Regions from separate parts of the Mus musculus genome. Here region 1 is linked to region 2. The links are chromatin contacts, called in public Micro-C maps. All regions are on one chromosome and are shown on one strand. The core of a region is the stretch at or near the end of the contact, and the rest is flanking DNA. Distances in the headings are between cores, read along the strand shown. Region 1 holds the start of Snap91 (synaptosomal-associated protein 91). Region 2 holds the start of Tpbg (trophoblast glycoprotein).

Evidence for each region. A called contact is a pair of places that touch in the nucleus more often than the background predicts.
Region 1: a Micro-C map of embryonic stem cells shows a contact between it and region 2, with 5 times the contacts expected there. The contact joins the promoter of Snap91 here to the promoter of Tpbg in region 2. A contact is called at or near these places in 2 of 39 promoter capture datasets (cranial neural crest and embryonic stem cells), 2 of 484 Hi-C or Micro-C datasets (both in embryonic stem cells), 1 of 115 datasets of contacts at active chromatin or transcription factors (astrocytes) and 1 of 9 other capture datasets (liver).

What each region holds. Positions count from the first base shown.
Region 1 is chr9:86,877,941-86,881,699 of GRCm38.p6, forward strand. Snap91 (synaptosomal-associated protein 91) reads right to left here and starts at 2,509. Exons shown (of 30, transcript NM_013669.2): 1 at 2,321-2,509; 2 at 1,482-1,641. The coding sequence starts at 1,611.
Region 2 is chr9:85,840,195-85,844,466 of GRCm38.p6, forward strand. It overlaps Tpbg (trophoblast glycoprotein), which reads left to right and starts at 2,658. Exons shown (of 2, transcript NM_001164792.1): 1 at 2,658-2,761; 2 at 3,457-4,272. The coding sequence starts at 3,786. It overlaps LOC115487186 (a long non-coding RNA gene), which reads right to left and starts at 3,486. Exons shown (of 2, transcript XR_003948199.1): 1 at 3,404-3,486; 2 at 1,148-3,021.

The sequences.
Region 1 (3,759 bases), core at 1,259-3,758, 1.0 Mb after region 2:
CCAGAGTTGGGGAAACTGATGGAAAGATGGCTAAATGATTCAGCATGCTGCAGCAAAAGGAGCTGGTCATGAATTTATAATTCCTACTCCTGTTAGGTGTCTTGGCCCTGAGAGCCTCTCTTACCTGGTACTCAATGTGTAACACATTATACTGTAATCAATAAATTTTCTTAAACATTCCCTCAGGAAAAACGTAATAATGTCTCCCCCTCAGATAAACTTCTAGACAGAAAAGTCTCCAATGCCGTGTGACAGCTCTGACAGAGCCCAGTTGCAAGCTTCCTCAAGCTCTGCTCATGGCAAAGGAGAGGGCTGGGGCTAACTGGAATGGTGGGGTTGCCATTTTCTTGGCAACACAAGAGACAGAAGAAGGGTTGAAGAAAATAAAATATAAAAATAAAACAAACAAACAAACAAAAAAAACCCCCCAACAAACCAAAAGAGGTCAAGACAGTGAGGTGGGAATATGAGCACGGGCAAATGTGTTTCTGTGCCAAGAGTGACATTTAACAATGAGCACCAACAAAGGGCAGAGGAGTCTAAGCAGGTCAAACAGATGTAGAGAGACTGTAGAATACTATTTGGGATAGTCTTGGGGGATACTCACTGCCTAAAGCAGGTTAAAGTCTTTCTAAGTATCACTTTCCCCTCCAGTAGCAAAAGACTAACTATACTAACAGCATGAAAAACTTCAGAAACATACAGCTCCCCAACCAGAATAAAGCTTTCTCCGGAGAGCCAATGATCATGGGAAATATTATGTATTAAATATTATGTTTTCATCTAAAACTGTACCACCTCTAAAGAGGAGAGGACATTCATTTTGTGAGCTGACCAGTTATCCCACCCAGCATTTTCTGAGAACAGGACAAAGGAAGTGTGCCAAGATGTTCAGAATGAAATCGCCATTATCTGCTCATTCAATAGCTTGGATTTATTTCAGTTCGGCTCAGTGTAGTGACATATGACACACGCGCGCACTCCCCCACACTCACACACAAATTCTGAGTAGCAGCAGAGGAAAAAGCAGGATTTTACGATTATCCAAAATGCTCTTAAGAAATTAGTGTCAAGAGTGGCCATCCACCCACCCATCAATCTCTCTGTCTCCCCATTGTGACCCTACCACCCCTCATTTCCTTTAACCTAACAGAGAGTGGAGAAAAAAAATGATTAAAAGGATGTAGCCCAAATGTACACTTTTATGCAACCGTGTGTGTGTGTGTGTGTGTGTGTGTGTTCCCTCCTCTAGGCTCTTGGAGGTCATCAGAAGAAAAAAACGGCTCGATAGACAAGGTTTCAGGGCCTATTCAAGGGGACACCTCCAAGGCCAGAGGCAGGAGCTCAGGATCTCAGGATCGACTCGATGGTGAGCCAGTTCCCAAGGCTTCTGGCAGTATTACAGACTGCCAAGGCCATGCCGCCGGCCTTTGAGCCCCTATGGTCACGCGCATGTCCCGCTTATATAAAAGGATGCTTACAGTCCAGGTGCTTCTTCTTGGGGCCCATCACCTCATGAGTGGTGGCTTTGCAGACTGCTCTTGCTACAGCAGAGCCAGTCACGCTGTACTGAGCGGCGGCGATCCGATCCGTGAGCGTTTGGCCCGACATCTTCACCGGCCGCGTCTACCGCCTCCTCTTCTGCAGGAAATAAGAGGAGATGGTCCGGCTTTCACCCGCACCGCCTTAGCTGGAGCGCCCGGCCTTGCCTGCTCCCTCCGCTCGGCGGTTCTCTCCTCCGCCGACCCCGCCCTGGCACCGCCTCTTGGGACCAGCGGCGCGCCAAGCCCAGTTGGTCCATCGAGGTCCAGGGCTGTCAGCCACCCGCAGGGTAGTCCTTGCATCGTGCCACGGTCCCGCTTTCCCACACCCTGAAGCGGTCACCACATCCCGGCTTCGCCCCCTGTCAAGCAGCACTGTCCGCGCAACCCTTTTCGGTGGTGCGAGACCCGGTGCGCGTCGGGGTTACCCCGGACGCCGCGCCCAGAAGCGCGCACCTTTCGCTGCCCCGAGCCGCAACGTGTCTCCCACAGCACCGCAGGGCCGCGGCCACCTCCTTTCTGTCCTGGGGCTGCGGCGGCAGCAACGACTCCTCTTCCCTCGCCCTCCATCCCTATAGTCGGGCCGCCCTGAGCCGCGATGCGCCTCACCCTTCTCCAGTCGGATCTCAGAGGGCGGACAGCCCAGGCCCCGCCCGGCCGCTAAAGCGCCACCGAGCTGTCACCCGGCCGCCTCTGCCCTTCTCCGCGCCCTAGGATTATCCCTCGAATCCCCGGGTCCTGGAGCAGGGGAGGGGACCCGTGCGGCCCAGCGTACTCACCCCGCCCCAGGAGCACCGCAGCCCGGACGCCGCGCGAGGTAGCTGAGTGCAGACACGCACCGCCCTGGTGTCCCCGGGCCGCGATGCCTGTAGCCCCGGCCCGGCCCCTGTCTCAGCTCCGCGGTCCCCGCGGTCCCCACCCGCCGCCGCCTCCGCCAGCGCCGCCGCGTCTCTCTAGCGCTCGGCGCAGCGTCCCCATCCCCGCCCCCACCTCAGCTGGAGCGCCTGCGACGAGTCAGGTGACGGCAGCCGACGAACCCGGGCCAGTCCTCTGCAGAACGCCAGCGGCCCCCTCCCTGTCGCTCCTGCTCGCCGCCCCCCTCGGAGCCGCGGCTTTAAACGGGAGGAGGGCCGCACGCGAGCATCCCTGGCGGGCGACGGCGGAGGAGGGGGTGGGACCGGAGGGGCGCCGCGGCTCTATGGCTTGCGTTCTTGCGCGCGCCCTGCGTCCCCGCGCGCACCCGCTGCGTCCCCGGGCGGACCTGGTGCGCGCGCGCCGCGCATACCTGCCGGGCAACTGCAGGATGCTCGGGGATCGCCGCGGGCGTGGGCCTGGGGAGAGGGAGGGCTGTGAAGGCCGAGGCAAGGGCGGCAGCGTGCGCTGCCAACAGAGCCCAGCCCCTTCTCCTAAGAAGCGTGCCTGTGACTAGCTGGCCTGTCCTCGGCAGTAGAGGCCCAGATGGGCAGGGCGATTTGAAATGTCAGATTCTGTGGCCACGCGACCGTTACCTGTGCACCCTCAGCTCCTTGAGGCTGCTCCACTAGTCTCAGTTACAACGGGGAGCCGAGTGGGCAGGTAATTCGAGCCGCTTTAGCCTTAAAGCAATACTGAGGTATGCGGTATAGACAAGTAGCAAAGCAATTAGCTGAATGCCAGATTACACTCGTCTTGTAATCATTTGCACCCTTAAACTGTAATTTTTGCCATTTAAATATGTCGGAACGTCTTATATTATTTGAATGTCGAGTGTTATTTGCATGGGATTGGAGTCGGTTAATAATTTCATGAGTTGACATTTGTAAAGGTCATTGTCTTAACTATTCTTTTAAATTCCCACGGTTAAGATCAGAAGTTCCCTTAGGTACTTCCCTGACATATTTTCTGGCTTTACACAGGTGACCTCTGTTCAGTCCCCCAAGGTCATATACGCCTACTTACACACATCAAGGTTCTGCCTTGTAGTTTTTCTCTTGGTCCGGTGTTCAATACCCAATCATAACTTCCTAACAGCTGGGGCTGATCCCAGCAGCAGCAATTAGAAACCTTGTTGACTAAAGAAAGAAAGATCAAGACCACCACCAAAAAGTTATGTACGTATTACTATATGACCCCCGCAGTCCTGCACAGTATTTACCCAATTGGGGGGGGGGGGAACCAGACACACACATTTTTCTCTTTAAACTTTCACTCAAAATTAGTAGCAGCTTATATAATGGCC
Region 2 (4,272 bases), core at 1,408-3,907:
TAGAATCAACTAGAAAAACAAGACTCTGTCCAGCTCTGAGAGGGGTTGTCTAGATTAGGTTAATTAAAGCGGGAAGACCCAAGTGAACTTGTGGGTAACACCACACTGTTGAGTGTTTAACTGAAATTAAAGCTAACACTGTGTGTTGTACTTTCATTTCTTAAATATTCTGCTTTATGGAGACCTTTGCTTACCCTGTACTGCTATCACTAACATGGTTATGGAAATAAATTATAATTGATAACTGGAGGGAGATTAATTAGAGAGAGAATGACAACAGATGGTATTGATAAGTGCCATCTCAATTCTCGTGGAGATCTTTTGAATTGTACTTGTGGCTCCATTTTACAGATTTAGTATCAGAACAGCGGTCCCTGTGTAAGTGTTGGAGCTATAAATGCCTCTGCTTCTAGTTCTAAGTAGCTGTGAACTGCAGAGGGAAGCTGAAAGACACTCAGGTGTGTTGCTTATTTGGCTCCCTCAGGCCTGCCTGGATGGTGATGCTGTCAGCATAAAGTTCACATGGGAAAACCATACAATTGGGTTACAAAATAAGAATCTCATGTTTTAACTAAGTCTGTAACATCTTTGTGTGTGTGTGTGTGTGTGTATTGGATGCATTCATCACCACCCTTTGGCTGAAGGCTGAATATATCCAAAGATTGAGACTTTGCACAAATCTCTTCATCTGGCCTAGACATGGAATGGGAAGACATGAAAAGCAGGTAAGTTTGTCCTGGTTCCATCTCCACCTTCCACTTGACATTGTTCTATACCAGCATGCCTGCTTTCTCATGGGTAAATCTGGTGAGAAGATTTATCTTGGTTGTGATATGCAGAGTAAAATTGGGTAATTGTTATTAAGTGGCATGACTAGGCAAGTAGAAAACATTTGACCCCAGATCACACTAGCTCATAGTCTTTTTTGTTTGTTTGTTTGCTTGCTTGTTTGGCAAGCTGAACAGGAAGGATTCAGGACGATCGTCCCAATGCTACAGTGTATCTTGCCTCTGAGGTATATGTTGAGATGAGATGAGAATACTTTTTTTTTTTTTTTTTTTTTTTTAATGCTAAAAAGCTAGGTCACAAGAGCACTTGCTCTTTTGACAGAACCATTTAAGACCACACCAGAAGATCAGAAAAATTCTTCCCGTGCCATTTACTTTACTACAAACGTAGGCAGTAAAATTGCCCTTTTCGGCGTACAGTCTTACGAGTTTTAGCACGTGTATGGGTTTACATAACCATCGTCATGATTGCCATACATATGACTTCAGCTTCTGAGTCGGTTTTTTTTTCCCCTCAAAGCTTTTCACATTTATACTGCAAAACACTTTTAAAAATAAGAGAAAGGGATTTAGATAAATGTGCTGAAGATGCAAATTAATGAAACTGTCTTTTTGCACAAATCTCTGCAGTCTCCAGGCTCTGCAGCTTTTTTTCCTGGGCCATTTTGGCTGGTGTTTCTGTGGACTATCTTTCCACAGAAAGAAACAGCCATAGACTCAGAATTGGACCGCCACAGTCATGATGCATGTTGTGGGGAACAATCCCCGGCTTCCTTAACTTGATACTTTTATTATACTGGGTCTTCTTTTTCCCAGCCTTATCTCTCCTATCGTTTCTCTCTCTAAAATGAAATAGTCTGTAATCACCCACACCTTTTAACTTGGGGAAAATTTGACTGAGGAAAAGCAGATAAGACTTTTTGAGAGAGCAATGAGAGGGCGTTCGGGACTCCAACTCTCTCCAGACTTAATGACATTGGTCCTATAAGCATTCCAGTCGTTTCCCTAATCCATCATCCGGCGCCTGCCAGCGCCCCCTGGGAGACAGACTTTGGGACAAACTTCTTTCCCAGGTCAGCCCGCCCACCTCCCGCCGCGAGCGCTCCCTGCGTAAGTGACTTGTGCTGACACAACGCACCGCATCTGGTGTAGGGAGCTTTCCGGGTGACTCACGTCTTTGCAATTTGCTTTTGTTTCTGGGGTGTTTTAGCTGCAATTTTCTTCCCTCTGGTTTTAATTTTGAGAGGAGGGGGGAAAAAACCACCCATAATGAATCAAGAATGAGTGTCCTTTCCAGTAACCCTCCCCCACTTTAAAGTTGACTGTCTTTACAAGTTTGATAACTACCCTAGACGTGCGGGGGCGGCACAGGTAGGAAGGCATTAACTAACTACCTCATAAACTGAAGTTGCCAGCCAAACCGAGCCACGAGAGAGGAGACTTTCTGAATCTCCCTCACAACCCAGGCGTTTGCCGCGGCGGATGTAACCTGTGCAGCTCCTTCTTCTACTGCTGCTTTGCTCACGCTTAAATCCCTCTCCTCACTGCCAGCGGTGCCAGAAGCAGCGTGAATTCCAAGAGGTCCACCAGCGGTTTTGTTTCTGTCCGAGGTAAATACGCTATGCAAAATACGGAACCACCAAAGGATGCCGGGGAGGGGGAACAGAAGGGGAATCCCTCACCTTCTCGGGATGCGTTGCTCATTTATCTCCGCCTAGGGGAGTCGCCCAGCCTAGGTTGCCCCTCGTATCCCTCCCTGAAGCCCCTACCTGGGGCAGCAGAGGTGGCCAGCGCGGCGGCGATCTCTCCTGCAGCCCTGGCCCTCCCCCGCCCCCCGGCTTGGTTTTTCCCAGCCGTGGAGGTTGGGCCAGGGGCTGGGGTTGAGAGGAGAGTCGGCGCCCGCAGCAGGAGCTGGGAAGGCGCGTGGACTCGGGTGGCCCTCGGAGTTGGCTTTGCAGGCGCGGGGTGCGGAGGTGAGCAGTGGGGACCGAGCGGCCAGGTTTGGAGCCTGGAGGCGGGACCAGGGTTCCTTTCTATACTAGGGCGTGAAGAGAGCCGGGGGGGGGGGGGTCCTGGCTGCCACACCGCCCACGGTCCCACGGCCGCTTTGTTGGCGGGTTCCCTCCGTTTTTCTGGAGATGTCTGGATCCTCTCGGGATCGGGGAGCTGGGTGGCCAGGAACTGGGGAGTCGAGAGTAGGCGACAGCTGTACGGCTCTGCTCCCCTTTTCACACTAATCCAAGGAGGTACCAAAAAAAAAAAAAAGCTCTTAAGAGTCCCGTAACCCGAAACTTCGCTCTCATCCCAAGGTGGGAGGGGGAGGAGCGGCGGGGGCGGGGACCCCGGAAGGCAGGTGGTCGGCCGGGGCGGTAGGAGCTGGGATCCGGAAAAAGGAGAAGTTTGCTCGCTGGACACCGCGGGGTCTGCGTGAAGTTCTAGGCGGGAGGAGGGCAATCCGGGCAGGAGCCAGGCGGGAGGTGGCCCGGGTCCTGATGGTGTGGGCCCGGAAGAGGTAGGCTTAGCGCCTGGGAGTGGGGACCGCGTCCCACTAGGGAGGAAGGACGCACACAGAAGCTTGGGCCGGGTTGCTAGTGTGGGGACTACTTGGTTCGTACTCGGGGAGCTGCGGCCGTCACTCCTCCTCACGCTTCTCTCCCGCTTGTCCCAGGTCGCTCATCCGATCCTGCCCTGAGAGAGGCGCCAACAAAGGAGTTGAGGAGGTGCCACCCACCCCAGCTGCGGCGGGAGGAGGAGCGCCAAGGCCCGTGTCCCGACCCGCCGTGCGTACTCACTGGAGGGAAGGGCGGGGTGCCGCTCCGGGAGGGGGACGCCCGGTGGCTCGGGGTTAGCCAAGTTCCAGCTTTTGGCGTCCCCTCCTCTGCTCCCACGCGAGGAAAGTTTGCCGTCGACGCTTGCGGCCGGCTCGCGCCCGCCGGGCCCAGGCGGTCGAGTCTTCGGAGCGGGCGCTGTCCCAGCTCCGGGGAACCGCGAGCCGCGATGCCTGGGGCGGGCTCCCGGGGCCCCTCCGCCGGGGACGGACGGCTGAGGTTGGCAAGGCTGGCGCTAGTGCTGCTGGGTTGGGTCTCCGCGTCGGCCCCCAGCTCTTCGGTACCCTCGTCTTCCACCTCCCCGGCAGCCTTCCTGGCCTCGGGGTCTGCGCAGCCTCCGCCAGCCGAGAGATGCCCCGCGGCGTGCGAGTGCTCCGAGGCGGCGCGCACGGTTAAGTGCGTGAACCGCAACCTGCTGGAGGTGCCGGCGGATCTACCGCCTTACGTGCGCAACCTTTTCCTTACCGGCAACCAGATGACCGTGCTCCCGGCGGGCGCCTTCGCCCGCCAGCCGCCGCTCGCCGACCTGGAGGCGCTCAACCTCAGCGGCAACCACCTGAAGGAAGTGTGTGCAGGTGCCTTCGAGCATCTGCCGGGTCTGCGCCGGCTTGACCTCAGCCACAACCCTCTCACCAACCTCAGCGCCTTCGCCTTTG